Linked DNA regions of Mus musculus: region 1 is linked to region 2. Evidence: chromatin contacts called from public Hi-C data. All regions are on one chromosome and are shown on one strand. The core of a region is the stretch at or near the end of the contact, and the rest is flanking DNA. Distances in the headings are between cores, read along the strand shown. Region 1 holds the start of Jph1 (junctophilin 1). Region 2 has its middle 140 kb from the start of Gm46085.

Region 1 (5,579 bases), core at 471-2,970, 140 kb after region 2:
TCCTCCAACTCTGAAGCAGCTTAATTTCAAAAGGTGACATCCTATAATCCTTTTCAATTAAATATGACTATGTTTATTATCAGAAAATAGTCTTTGCCCAAACATAGCCCTATTCATCTCTCCCAGCTTTGTCTTTAAAAAAATTAATCAACTTTTGACCCCTGTTTCACTAATGTATGCTTTCTTAGCGGAAAAAAAAAAAAATGAACCCGTTCCTATAACATACAGAAATTATAAGGCAAACATTGTTAAATCACAACCAGGCTTACTTTTTAGGCCACACCCCTAATGTATATCCAGGATATAGCATACTCTTTAACCTTTTTAAATATTTAATGGAAACTCCGTCCATTTTTCCTAAAGCATTTTCTCAAGATCTCCAGGTCAGCAAAGATTACAGTTCTTCTGATTCAAAAGTACTTTAAGGAGCCAAGTGAAAGTTAGGGAGAAAATTAGGAATGCCGCTTGCTTTGGGCAGTTGCTCTGCTGCCTGTAACTAGGACTCTAGAAAATACACCCTCAATAAGGTCCAATTCCCCAACATCCTACTTATGGGGTTCTGGCTTCTATCTTTAGGCTAACTGGAGGGCCAGAAGCGAAATACGAGACTCTACGTGAAACCAAACCGCGCGGCGGTCAGCACCGACCGGCAGCCACACAGCTCAAGACGTCCCTCTAACTCCTCCGGAGTGGCGATTTCAAACCCGGCCTGGAGAGGGAGGGATCAGGAATGTAATGTGACAGGCTCAAGTGACAGTGTCCTCTCTCCTGCCCAGCCCTCCCGGGGCAGCGCGGCTCTGGGCCCCGGCCAGGTACCTGCACGCCTAACTCCCGGGGTATGGACAGCCTACCCGCCCGGGGAGCCGCAGACACTTGCGACCCAGCCGCGAGACCAAGTGGTCTCCCTCGAAATGGGGAGGAGGGCGAGAGGGAGGGTAGACTCCCCAGATGTTTTGGCGGGTTTCCGGACACGTGCGTCTCGCGTCCTCCCCACGTCCCCGAAGCCAGGGAAGAGCCCACCGCGTCAGCCCTCGGAGACTCCCGAGATGCCGCTCACCTCCATCCCCGTAGGTCTCCACGCCGTACCCGTCCTGCAGCCCGTTACTCCAGGTCCCCTCGTAGCGGGCGGGGGTGCACAAGCTCTGCCGGACCCCGTAGCGCCCCTTGAAACCATGTGACCACTCCCCCCGGTACATCCACTTGCCCTTCGTCTCCACCCCCAGCCCGTGCCGCTTGCCCTGCGCCCAGTAGCCCTGGTAGGTGTTGCCGCTGGGCCAGGTGTAGACTCCAACCACCTCGAAGCCGTGCGACCAGGAGCCAGAGTACTCGCCCTGGCCCTTGGGCCCCGTGCAGATGCCATGCCCGTGCGCCTTGCCCTCCTCCCAGCCGCCGCAGTAGGTGCCGCCATCGTCGAAGTCGAACCTTCCGCCCGTCATTCGGGGGGCAGCCCCGGCGCGCTCCTCGTGGGGGCACAAACGTGGGCAGAGCTGGGCACCGCAGGGTGTAGCTCCGGGGTAGGGGCCCGTCGGGCGAGCTCACGACTGCGCCCCGGGCAGCTCGCACCGCCGATCGGCTCCAGTCCGACGCCGCCCCCGTCTTCCCCTCCTCTTTCGCCGTCGCCACCGCCGCCTCTCTCCCTCCTCCTTCGCCGCCGCCCCGGCCAGCGCCGCGCGCGAGAGGACAGCCCAGTCTCCAGAGCGGACTTTCAGCTGCTCCCACCCGCCCACGTGAGCCGGGCACCGCCCCGCGCCCGCCCCTAGTCCCCTCCCTGGGCGCGGAGGCCCGGCCCCATGACACGCCCGCCCGCACGCCCGCCCGCCGGGCCCTGCCCCCAGCCCGCGGAGCCGAGCTTCTCCTCCGGCTGCTTGGCGCGCGAGCTCTGGGCACGTGTGTGTCTGCGGAGTGGGCTGTGACTGGGAGGGCCAGTGTACTCTGAGACGTGAGACGGTCAAGCCTGCGGATAAAGGTGCGGCTGCCTGTGCTGGGGACCTGCTCTTTGCTGCTGGAACCTCCAGCTTTTCAATTGTGTTTAGTCTTCTACAAGTGAGGCCACCTGTGTGATAGAGTGACAACTCTTGTGTAGGTGGGTGGTGGTGGTGGTGGTGGTGGTGGTGGTGGTGGTGGTGGTGGTGGTGGTGGTGGTGGTGGTGTGTGTCTGCATAGGGTTTGTAGTTGCATTTTTTCCCCCAGCATTCCAACTTGAGCTCTGTTGGATTTGTCATGCGCAGCTGTCATCATGAATTAATATGCTCCAAATATATGTCTGCATGTGATAAATCTGTGGCAGCCTAGATATAATTGTGCAGAATGTTCTTTTACACCTACCCATTTCAGGGCACATGTGTTTGCATTTCTTTTCATGAAGATTCCAAGAGAGGCAATGCAGTTTGAAAGAGCATGGGCATGAGTTGTTTGGGTTTTATTTGTAGAAGTGATGGGCTTTGTAGCTGGCATTGCAGGAACACAGGGCATTGTCTTTTACATTCCAGCCTGTTCCCTCATCTGTTCTCAGCTTTAGAAATGCTACATCCTGGAGCTGTGCACCCAAACAGGCTTAGTCTGTATGTATTGCTTGAGTGCCTGGAATGCACACCTGGGACCTCTCCACTGTCGCCCACTGTTTAGAAAAGAAAACACAGTTTTCAAGGAGAAATATGGTAAGTAAAGCACTCTGCTAATGTAACAAAGAAGCCATGAACTTCTAAACACAGGACAGGTGTCAGCTGATGCACTCTCCTGCAGCAGCACTCACTGCCTTGTTGAACTCACTTCAGATACCTCCTCTAAACTTTATCTCCATTTTCTCAATGGAAATACCCTCCCCTTTCTGTGTTGGGGAAAGACTTGGTGTATTTCGATGGTAGTACCCGTAAAGTCAAGAATTGCTAACAGGATAGTTGAATCACATACTACAGCCTCTTTTAGGAGTGGCATTGATCTCTCCTTGCCTTCACAGTGCCAGTGGAGGAAGTCTTTTCCCCAGGTCACAAGCCAGGGTCTCAGAAGGACTCTCAGATTGTGCATTCCTGCTGTTCCCCAGGCTGAGAGGACAAAACAGGTGAGCACTTGGGCCTCTCACTAGGTGGCTGATAATCAGATAAAAACCCTAAAGGACAACTGTCAAAAGGAGAGCAAGAGAAAAGGATTCTTTCCTGAGCATAATTCCTTCTCTCAGAACTGGAGCTGTCCTTTCCTGCTTATCTGTGTAAATGACAGAAAGGAAAAACGAAGACAAAACAAAACCAACAGAAAACCCCCAAAACCCCAACTCTGTTTACACTGAGCCAAATCACCAAAAAGAATTAGAACCCCTCGCCCATGGCACTGCTTGTGAAGTGCCAGGAATAGTGCTTACCCTAGTGGCCTGAAGTAATCAGGCATCTTGCTCAGCATCCCTTTCTGCACTGGGGATTGATTTAGGCCACTGGGAAAATGAGGACCCAGGGCTTTGCAGCTGAGCCACAACTCTTTTTCTCAGTCACAGGAAACACTGGCATTGGGGGCTCACACAGCATCAAGTCCCACTTGTTCTGAGGGTTTGGTCCGATAGGAAAAGAAGAGCTGCTCAAACTGATATTTCTTTTCTTTGTCTTTCAAGTGGTGTTCTTCCCAGAGGCAGCACTTGTGCTTTGTCTTTTTGTTGGGTTTTGTTTTGGGACCTACTTCTAGTGTTAGGATCCCAGTGTTCTTTAAGAGTTTTTTTTTTTTTTTTTTTTCCCTTGAAGTATTTGTCTTCCTCCCCAATTCTCTAAAACTGAGGGCTTTCAAGGAGTACACTAGACATCACAATTTTCTGGCTTCTGCAAAAGCTACCTAGTCATTCATGGTACAGGGAAAGTAATGGTAAAGTCTGCATTTACCATCTGGGCGGGGTATGGAGGTTTGTGTAGGATAACACACAGCTCTTCTGCCTAACCTTCCTTAGAAAGAACCTTAAGTAAAATTGAGAACCGTGCAGTAAATACGAGCTGTTTAATTTCAACAAAACTTAATTCTAGCCTAACTGCGACTGACTCCTACGGGAGAAAGTTAGTAATGAACTTTTACTGGCTCCTGAACAGTTTTTCAACCAATGAAGAGCATGAGCCCATATTTCTATTTACCTCATGCTACCACAAAGAGATGCCTCCTCATCCCATAGCCGTGTATATAAACGTAAAGATTGAGGTTTGGTGGCCATGCTAGGAGAGCAGAGGGCAGAGCAAGAGGTGCAGAGCAAGTAGATCCTGGCAGTGGAATACTGTTGTAATTTCAGAGTCAGGGTTAGTAATGTCCTTATGTTCCCTCTCTCTCTGAACCTTTGCCCTGGATAAGGGGGAGTTGAATTTAGCTTTAAGACTGGATTAGTAAGAAGAGAATGTGAATGTTGGTGTGACAGGTGGAATGGGGGAGGTCAGTAAAGCCCAGGGGCCAACAATTAGCAGCTTCTTTTCCTTTGTACACAAAACCCAGCCATTACTAGTTTCTCTTCTAAAACATTTTTTATAATAAACAGTAAGCTGGTGCAGTGTATGTCCAGTTCATATGTTGGTAAGGATGTTTTGCTTACAATTTAATGATGTTATTTTTTAGTGATATGATTCTATTAGAATTACTGAGAGTTTTAATAAAAAGTTTATAGATGACAAAAAGGCTGAAGTATGAGTGTTTATTGTTTCAGGAACATGAATTAAGAGCATAAAGACATATATAGAATTAAAGTGAATCACATAATTCAAAATGAACATTATTAGCTTGATTTGTAAAGAAATCCAAATGATTCATTTGTGATAAGTGTTCATGAAATTTAAGTAAATTTTAAATTTAATTAATTTTGAAAAATTAGAGATCTAAGCTTTTTAGATAGCATGAAATCAGAAGAATACCAAAGTCAGTGTTCTTCAAATTGTTTGTTTAGTGTAATTACTGCACACCAGTAAGCTTTTTAAATCTCATTTTTCTGTACTACTGATTGAACCCAGGGCTTGGTGTATGCTAGGTAAGCACTCTACTTCTGAATATATCCCCAGCCCTTCTTTATTTTTTCTTTGAAGAAGGATATTGGTGAGTTGAGTGTCTTGGCCTGGATCATTAAATTCTCCTGCCTTACCATCCTCCCACAAGTGTGTGGATTATAGCTTTGTGCCAACAACGTGTCTTCAGTCTTTTAATACTGTTTTTATTGGAGAGTACTTTGAAAGACCTCAGGTGGAAGGAAACAACCTGGGTGTGAAGTAAGGAGGGGTGGTAGAGATGAGTTTTATTTCTTGTTTGGCTAAATGATTTATAATGCCACTGTGTAGAATTTGAAGAACAAATTATAGTTAATTAGAGGAGTTGGTTATGATTTACTCATGTTGGAGTGGAAGATCCCTAATTCATGCAAATACACCAAAACTGAGGTAGCTTAGGGGTAGTGTGCTTGCCTAAGATACATGAGGCTCTGGGTTTAGATCCCTGCACTGCAAACAAAACACAGAAATACACACCAGGACACAGTAGGCACTCGGTACTGAAAGTCAGTAAATAAATTTTTTTTTCTCATTTTCAATAGTGCTTCCTTTTGAGACTCAAATTATTCACTCATGCCTTCAGAGGCC
Region 2 (6,210 bases), core at 1,506-4,005:
TCAACCATGAAATAGAATCTCTACATGGAGAAAATTTCTTAAACCCCAAAGATTTGGGTCAGGCATGACCCAGTTAGGGGAGAGCATTAGAGAGGCTTGCCATAGGTCAGTTCATCCAGACACAACCAAGGAAGCAGCTGCTTTTCAGAAATGTAACAGGGTCCCCAGAACCATATTTGCTCCATTCCTCAAATTCCCACTAAGAGTCACAATTAATTACATTTCTTTCAGTGAATGAAGCTATTTCTGTGTGTGACTGGCTACTTGTCTACTCAACCAGTTATTCATTGATGCAATATTGTGATAACCTATTGCTTGGTTATACCAAGTAAAGTTTTGATATTCCCCATCTCAATAAGTTGACTGTATTAGAGAACATAAGAAAATATGCACAGTAAATGTGAGAGTCCAAGAGTGGGGACCAATCTAGGTTGGAGTAGATTTGTGAAATCGGAGAGTGGAGTTTATATAATAAGGATGGTGAGGACTGAGTGTAGAACATGATTGACTGTTTTAGACAAATACCTGTCTTCTAAGTTTTCAAGAAAGCAGTCTTTACTCAAGTTCCCACCAGTGCAGCGACTGATGATACTGTAACTGGATGTGGGTATCCAGCATAGTTCATGCGCATCCACAAGCCTTGTGCTGTAGAACACCTATGTGTGAAGATGCTGGAGTCAGGGCAGTGAACGAGGCACATGCTTGCTGCATCTTGTCCTCAAGGAGATGACATTTGTTTAGAGAATGAAGGACAGTGAACCACTGGAATGAGTATAATTTCTTCCAAGTCTGTTTTTGTTTGTTTGTTTGTTTTTGTTTTTCAAGACAGGGTTTCTCCGTATAGCCCTGGCTGTCCTGGAACTCACTCTGTAGACCAAGCTGGCCTCAAACTCAGAAATCCGCCTTCTTCTGCCTCCCAAGTTCTGGGATGAAAGGCGTGCGCCCAGCCCCAAATCTGTTTTACTAAAGCCTTAAATCAAAGAAAAATTGTATACAATTAAAAGATAACCAGGGTTTCCTTTTAGAAACCTGAAGATTTTTATATTACGTTTATGTATTTCTATATGCTGTAACATTGAACATGTTGTTAACCTTTGTAATTATGAAAATAAACATATGAAGAATAAATATATGTAATTTGTACAACAAATGATATCACCATAATTTCTACAAAGAAAAAAGTGTCACCTCTGTTTTCTGGAGAAGTGGGAAGAGGTGAAGAAGTGAGAAGAGGAAACTCTGTTTACTGATATTTGATGTTTGGGTCACAGTTCTTTCCCACATAATTTTAAACTGAAAATTTCTTGATGTTTTCTGTTTCCTTTGATTTCATTCTTAGAATAGTTAGCAGACACGACTGAACTAACTATATGCTATTGGAACACCCCCCCCCCCAAAACAGGACTTTTCTGGTCCTGAGAATGGGCAAAGCCATTTTGCTACTACCATGGCTTCTTCAATGTAAGTGCTAATTTGTTCATCAGGCTGCCCATACATTCACTCACAGATTTGTGTTATGTGTTTTATGCTCTCTAAATGGAGATAAAGGTGAAGCAAACACAGGACATATTCATCAGTGCTATGCTAGATAAATATGTGGTGACATGGGTTTATTCCATACACTCCGTCGTCTAAATGTAATTCATTTAAACCTAGCAAAGTAGAAATAATGGGAATTTAAAATATGATATATAGCTGGTTAGAATTTAAAACTATGTACAATTGAAATCACTTTCAAATTTGCTGGAACACAGATCCTGTTGTCTATGTGGACTTGTGCTGTGAGAATATTTTTTAGAGTTACATGCTAGATAAGACAAAAGTAGAGAGTTGTAGAATATTTCACAAAGAAATAAAGCGAAATAGTTACTTCTGACTTCAGTGAAGGTCTTTGGAGTTGAGGTGGAAGTAAAAAATCATAAATTCGGGGCTCAGTGGTGAAGAGCATTGACTCCTCTTCCAGAGGTCCTTTGTTTAATTTCCAGCAACCACGTGGTGGCTCACAACCATCTGTAATGGGGCTAGATGTGTTCTGGTGTGTCTGAAGAGAGAGACAGAGTACTTATATATACATTATTAAATAAATAAATAAATCTTAAAAAAAACTAATGAATCCAATCCAAGCCACAATTCAACAAGCAAAAGCATTGCAATGCTGTTGTTTGACCAAATCACATTAGTCTTATGGGCCCCCATGCTTCTGGGGCTGGGTGGGTCTTAGTGTGCACAAAGACCCTTTGCTGGGAGACAAGTCACTGAAAATCTCAAGGGAGAAGCTTTCTTTCCAGACAGGCCTTCTTTTCCCTAAAGCTATGGAAGGGAGGGCATAACAGTTACAGATGACCTCAGTTGACATGTCCACACTGTCAATAGTCTTAGAAGAAAGACGATAAAGGGTGACAGCAAAATCATGATAAATGGTCTTTTGTTGGAAGATTGGCTTTCCAACTTTTTGGAGAGCTTACATATCCACTTGGCTGAGGCTGCCTTGTAGCCTATTGTTTCCATCACCTGGAATCTTCCTGGGATGAGGAGGAGGAGGAGGCTAATTGTGGTCAGCTGCAGAGCCCCATGAAGATACTCTTGGGAATCCCTTTATGATGGAGTCAGTGTCTATTATTAACTTCCTACATTAGGAGGGCCTCGGGATGGGCAGGGTTGGTACTCACACCCAGTGAACCGTTGCCTCTGACCACAGGCTCAGCCTTTAAGTCTCTGAGGCCACATTGGGACAAAGCATGTCTCTGAGGCTATTCAAGGTTGTGGGTACTGGAGAGTTCCATTCCTTTTTTGGTTCCTGTTGTCTAAGTGCATCTGTCTGGGTAGAGAGACTGGGCCAAGATTAAGACTTCCAAGCAAGAATGCTGAGGGTTATTCTATACACAGTGGTTACTGTGAATGCCACACCCTACCGAAGGTAGGAATATGATAACTGAATCAGTGGCCGGTGGAGCCACAGAGAATCCTGCTGTGGATTTGACCTGACCCATCAGTGTTATGCTAGCTAATCTATTTTGCTACCTTGCTTGGCTCGCTCCAGGTTGTGAAGGAAAAATAGGGACACTACTTTCTGGAGAGTAAACCCAGTCACCTCACTGTTTAGGATGACTAAAGCGTAGTATTATTTGCTTCTCAGGGGTTCCCATCTCACTTAGAATAAAAACCAGATTTCTTGCCATAGTCTTGATTGCTATAGTCTCTGATCTTGTGCCTATCATGTTGGCCTCTTAGCTGACCCCAGAGAATGCTAGTGGGGTTCTACATTTTGGATTTGCTATTCACTTCCTCTGGGATATTTTTCTGCCTTTCTCGTTCAAGGCTTTACTCAAGCATTTGCTCAAATGTTGTCTTCTCAGAGACCACTCTATCTAAAAGACTACTGTCCTTTCTCTCTGTACCTCTTACTCTCTACTTTCTTTTTGGTTATTATGGTTTAAATATTAAGTGTTCCCCAAATCCCTATATTTAAGGCTTGGTATCCAACTTAATAGTATGTAGAGAAAAGGTTTCATGTTTTAAAGGTAAGACCTAACAGAGAGAAGTTTGCTTACTGGGATACATCATTAAGGGATATGTGCAGGTTCTCGTCCATTCCTCCCATTCACTATGAGGTGAGCAGCTGTGTTCCATGCCTTCTTTCCAACCATGATGCTCTGTCTTACTAAAGGCACCAAATGTGTCCAAGTACATGTGAATTGAACCCCCTGGGACAATGAGCATGATTATTTTCTTCTTTTAAGTTGAGTTTTTCAGATGTTCTCTCAGATAACAATGGACAATTGCTGTGCAGCTAGAGGATGATCTCGGACTCTTGATTCTCCCCCTCCCGCATCCTGAGATTTCTTGTATTCCAGATGTGTGCCACTGTCTTAGCTCAGTGCTTTCTGCATGCTTGGCAAGTACTTTACTAACAGGGCTGCATTTTTCTTTTCTCAGCATTTTCTATTAACTGACAATACATTGTATGTCTCTAATCCTTTTCTGACTGATCTTCTAAGAACAGCAACTTCTAAGCAGTATGTTGCACCTCATGTTCACTAATATTAAGATGTTTGTTTATGGTAAAGGTCATTTTCTATTTTCACCATCTTGGCTTACTTAGTCCAATACTCTCTCTGTGATATGTGACTACGACACTCTGCCTCTGGCTGGGCTACAGTTTCTCAAGCTCATTCAGTTGTTTTCAGCTTCTATTTGACTTGACTTTTCTAATGTAATTTATGCTATGGAAAGGGCCATGGAGCCAGAAATGTCTGCCTTTCCTTCTTTTTTCATTCACTGCCTAGCACTTGTGTGATCCTGAATAATATATTTCACCTTTACTAGCAACAGTTACATCAGAAACCTAATAACTTACTCACAGGAGTTCTCCAGGCATATTAAGTAAGAAAACATATTTAAAACTCCTGAGCTGAATATATCATCAAAATTCAATAAGTGTCCACTCTGTTCTGTTTTTCCTTCCTTTATCCTCCTGTGATACTTCCTCCCATATTTAGTCACATCTTGCTTAACCTTTGTGTAGGCATGTGTGCGTATGTATTCATGTGTATGTGTATTCATATGTATGTGTGTATGTATTCATGTGTATGTGTGTATGCCGAGATCAGAGGACCACTTAGAGTGTCAGTATTTACCATTTATCTTGTTTTGAGACAGTATCCCTCATTTACTGCTGCGTACACCACTTTAGCTGGCCTGAAAACTCCCAGGGATCCCAGGAGTGCTGGGATTTCAGACTTTTGCTATTGCTTCTGGTTCTGGGGATCTGAACTCTGGTCCTCCTGCCTCTGAGGCAAGTGTTTTACTTCTGAGCTATCTTGCAGCCTTTCTTTCCCTCTTTATTTGTCCTGTCAACCCTTTGCACTGTTATTTGCCAAATCTGTCCGCAGCCTTTCTCTCTTTTTCTGTTTGGGTGTGCTCTCTGGGTTCATACTTGGTGAAAGCTACCAACTCCCAACCACCTGACAATCCAGTTTCATTCAAGCTCTTTCTCTGGAACCCTAACTCATTTCCAACCACCTACTGGCAACTCTATTCCCATGTCCCATTGACTTTCCAATTCTGTGTCTCAATTCAACTCAATACTTCCTATACAACCCTCATTTCATTGGTATTTTTCCAGCTCACTGGAAATCTGTAAGTTTTTATTGTTTTCTTTCTGATATCCCACATAATTTCTGAATTACTTTTGATTTACTGAATTACTGAATTACTTAATACACCTAGAGAACTCCCATAAGTTATTAGATTTCTGATTTAACTGTGGCCAATAGTTCACAGACAGAATTACTACTGATTTCCTGAATTACTGATTTATTTCAAACATTTTCACCTTGATTTCATTAATACAGTCTATAATTCTTTCTCACTTGATTATCATTGCTTTAAACTATTCTCACTTGGTGTACTTTCTTCTAAATAATCACTTGGAGTGAACTTTATAGAATGTAAATATGATCTCATTACTCCTATTTAAAAATAAAATTACTTAATATTTACCTGTCATCTTCAGGATCAGATTCCAAACTCTTTGCGTGATAGACATGGCTTTCTGTGAATTGGTTCTATTCCCAGCTACAAATGAGGTTCTCCTGATATGTCGTGCAATTGCAAGTCCCCCTGCCTTTAATCAAGTTGTTCCCATTGCTTGGATTGCTTCTCTCTTCCTCTCCTCCATTTGGCAATCTCCACATAAGCCTTGTGGTACTTGTTTCAATATCATCTTCCCTTTGAAGCTGTGTTGACCTTTTCAAGCTGGGGCAAGTGCCTTCCTTGGGAGTTCCCTGACTCACAGATGCATTCTCCTGTTAAGATTTACCACACATTTTAGTAAGCTACTGTTTTTCCTGAGTCCTTTGCAGGCTCACAAGCTGGCACATCACGGATGCTTTCAGCTGGTATTCTCTAGGATTTTGTGAAGACCCTCAGTGAATAGCAGTTGGCATAATGAAAGGCAGAATTAGTGTTTATTCAAGAAGAGAAAATTGGCAGTGGCCTAGCTCTCTTTTAAAGCATGGAAGCTGTTGAAAAACTTCTCTTTGAGTCTCCCAGACATTTGGTTGGAACCTTGATGTAGACTAAAATGTGTGGTTCTGCCTCTCTTTTCCATTTGTTCACCACTTACTTGGCACTTGGGGTTTCTTGAGTGTCTCAGGAGTGGTCTCAGGAGTGCTATGTCACCTACTAGTGCATTATGGCCTCTGGGTA

The links. Hi-C and Micro-C count contacts between places; a contact is called where the count stands out from the background.
Region 1: a contact with region 2 is called in a Hi-C map of myocytes, with 2.3 times the contacts expected there. The contact joins the promoter of Jph1 here to the enhancer-like site in region 2. A contact is called at or near these places in 1 of 39 promoter capture datasets (hippocampal neurons), 1 of 484 Hi-C or Micro-C datasets (myocytes) and 1 of 9 other capture datasets (liver).

Annotation. Positions count from the first base shown.
Region 1 is chr1:17,096,169-17,101,747 of GRCm38.p6, forward strand. It overlaps Jph1 (junctophilin 1), which reads right to left and starts at 1,721. Exons shown (of 5, transcript NM_020604.2): 1 at 1,058-1,721. The coding sequence starts at 1,436. Gm46085 (a long non-coding RNA gene) reads left to right here and starts at 1,665. Exons shown (of 3, transcript XR_001778833.2): 1 at 1,665-2,083; 2 at 2,513-2,657; 3 at 2,957-4,625. Gm31982 (a long non-coding RNA gene) reads right to left here. Exons shown (of 4, transcript XR_865203.2): 4 at 2,405-2,617.
Region 2 is chr1:16,958,771-16,964,980 of GRCm38.p6, forward strand. It overlaps a transcript of Jph1 not described here. Among named protein-coding and RNA genes, the nearest start is that of Gm46085, 140 kb to the right of the region's middle. Within about 2 kb of position 2,756, at least 3 of the 459 cell types and tissues checked have an H3K27ac peak or open chromatin away from gene starts, as enhancers often do. A contact at or near this core is called in myocytes, where this site is marked.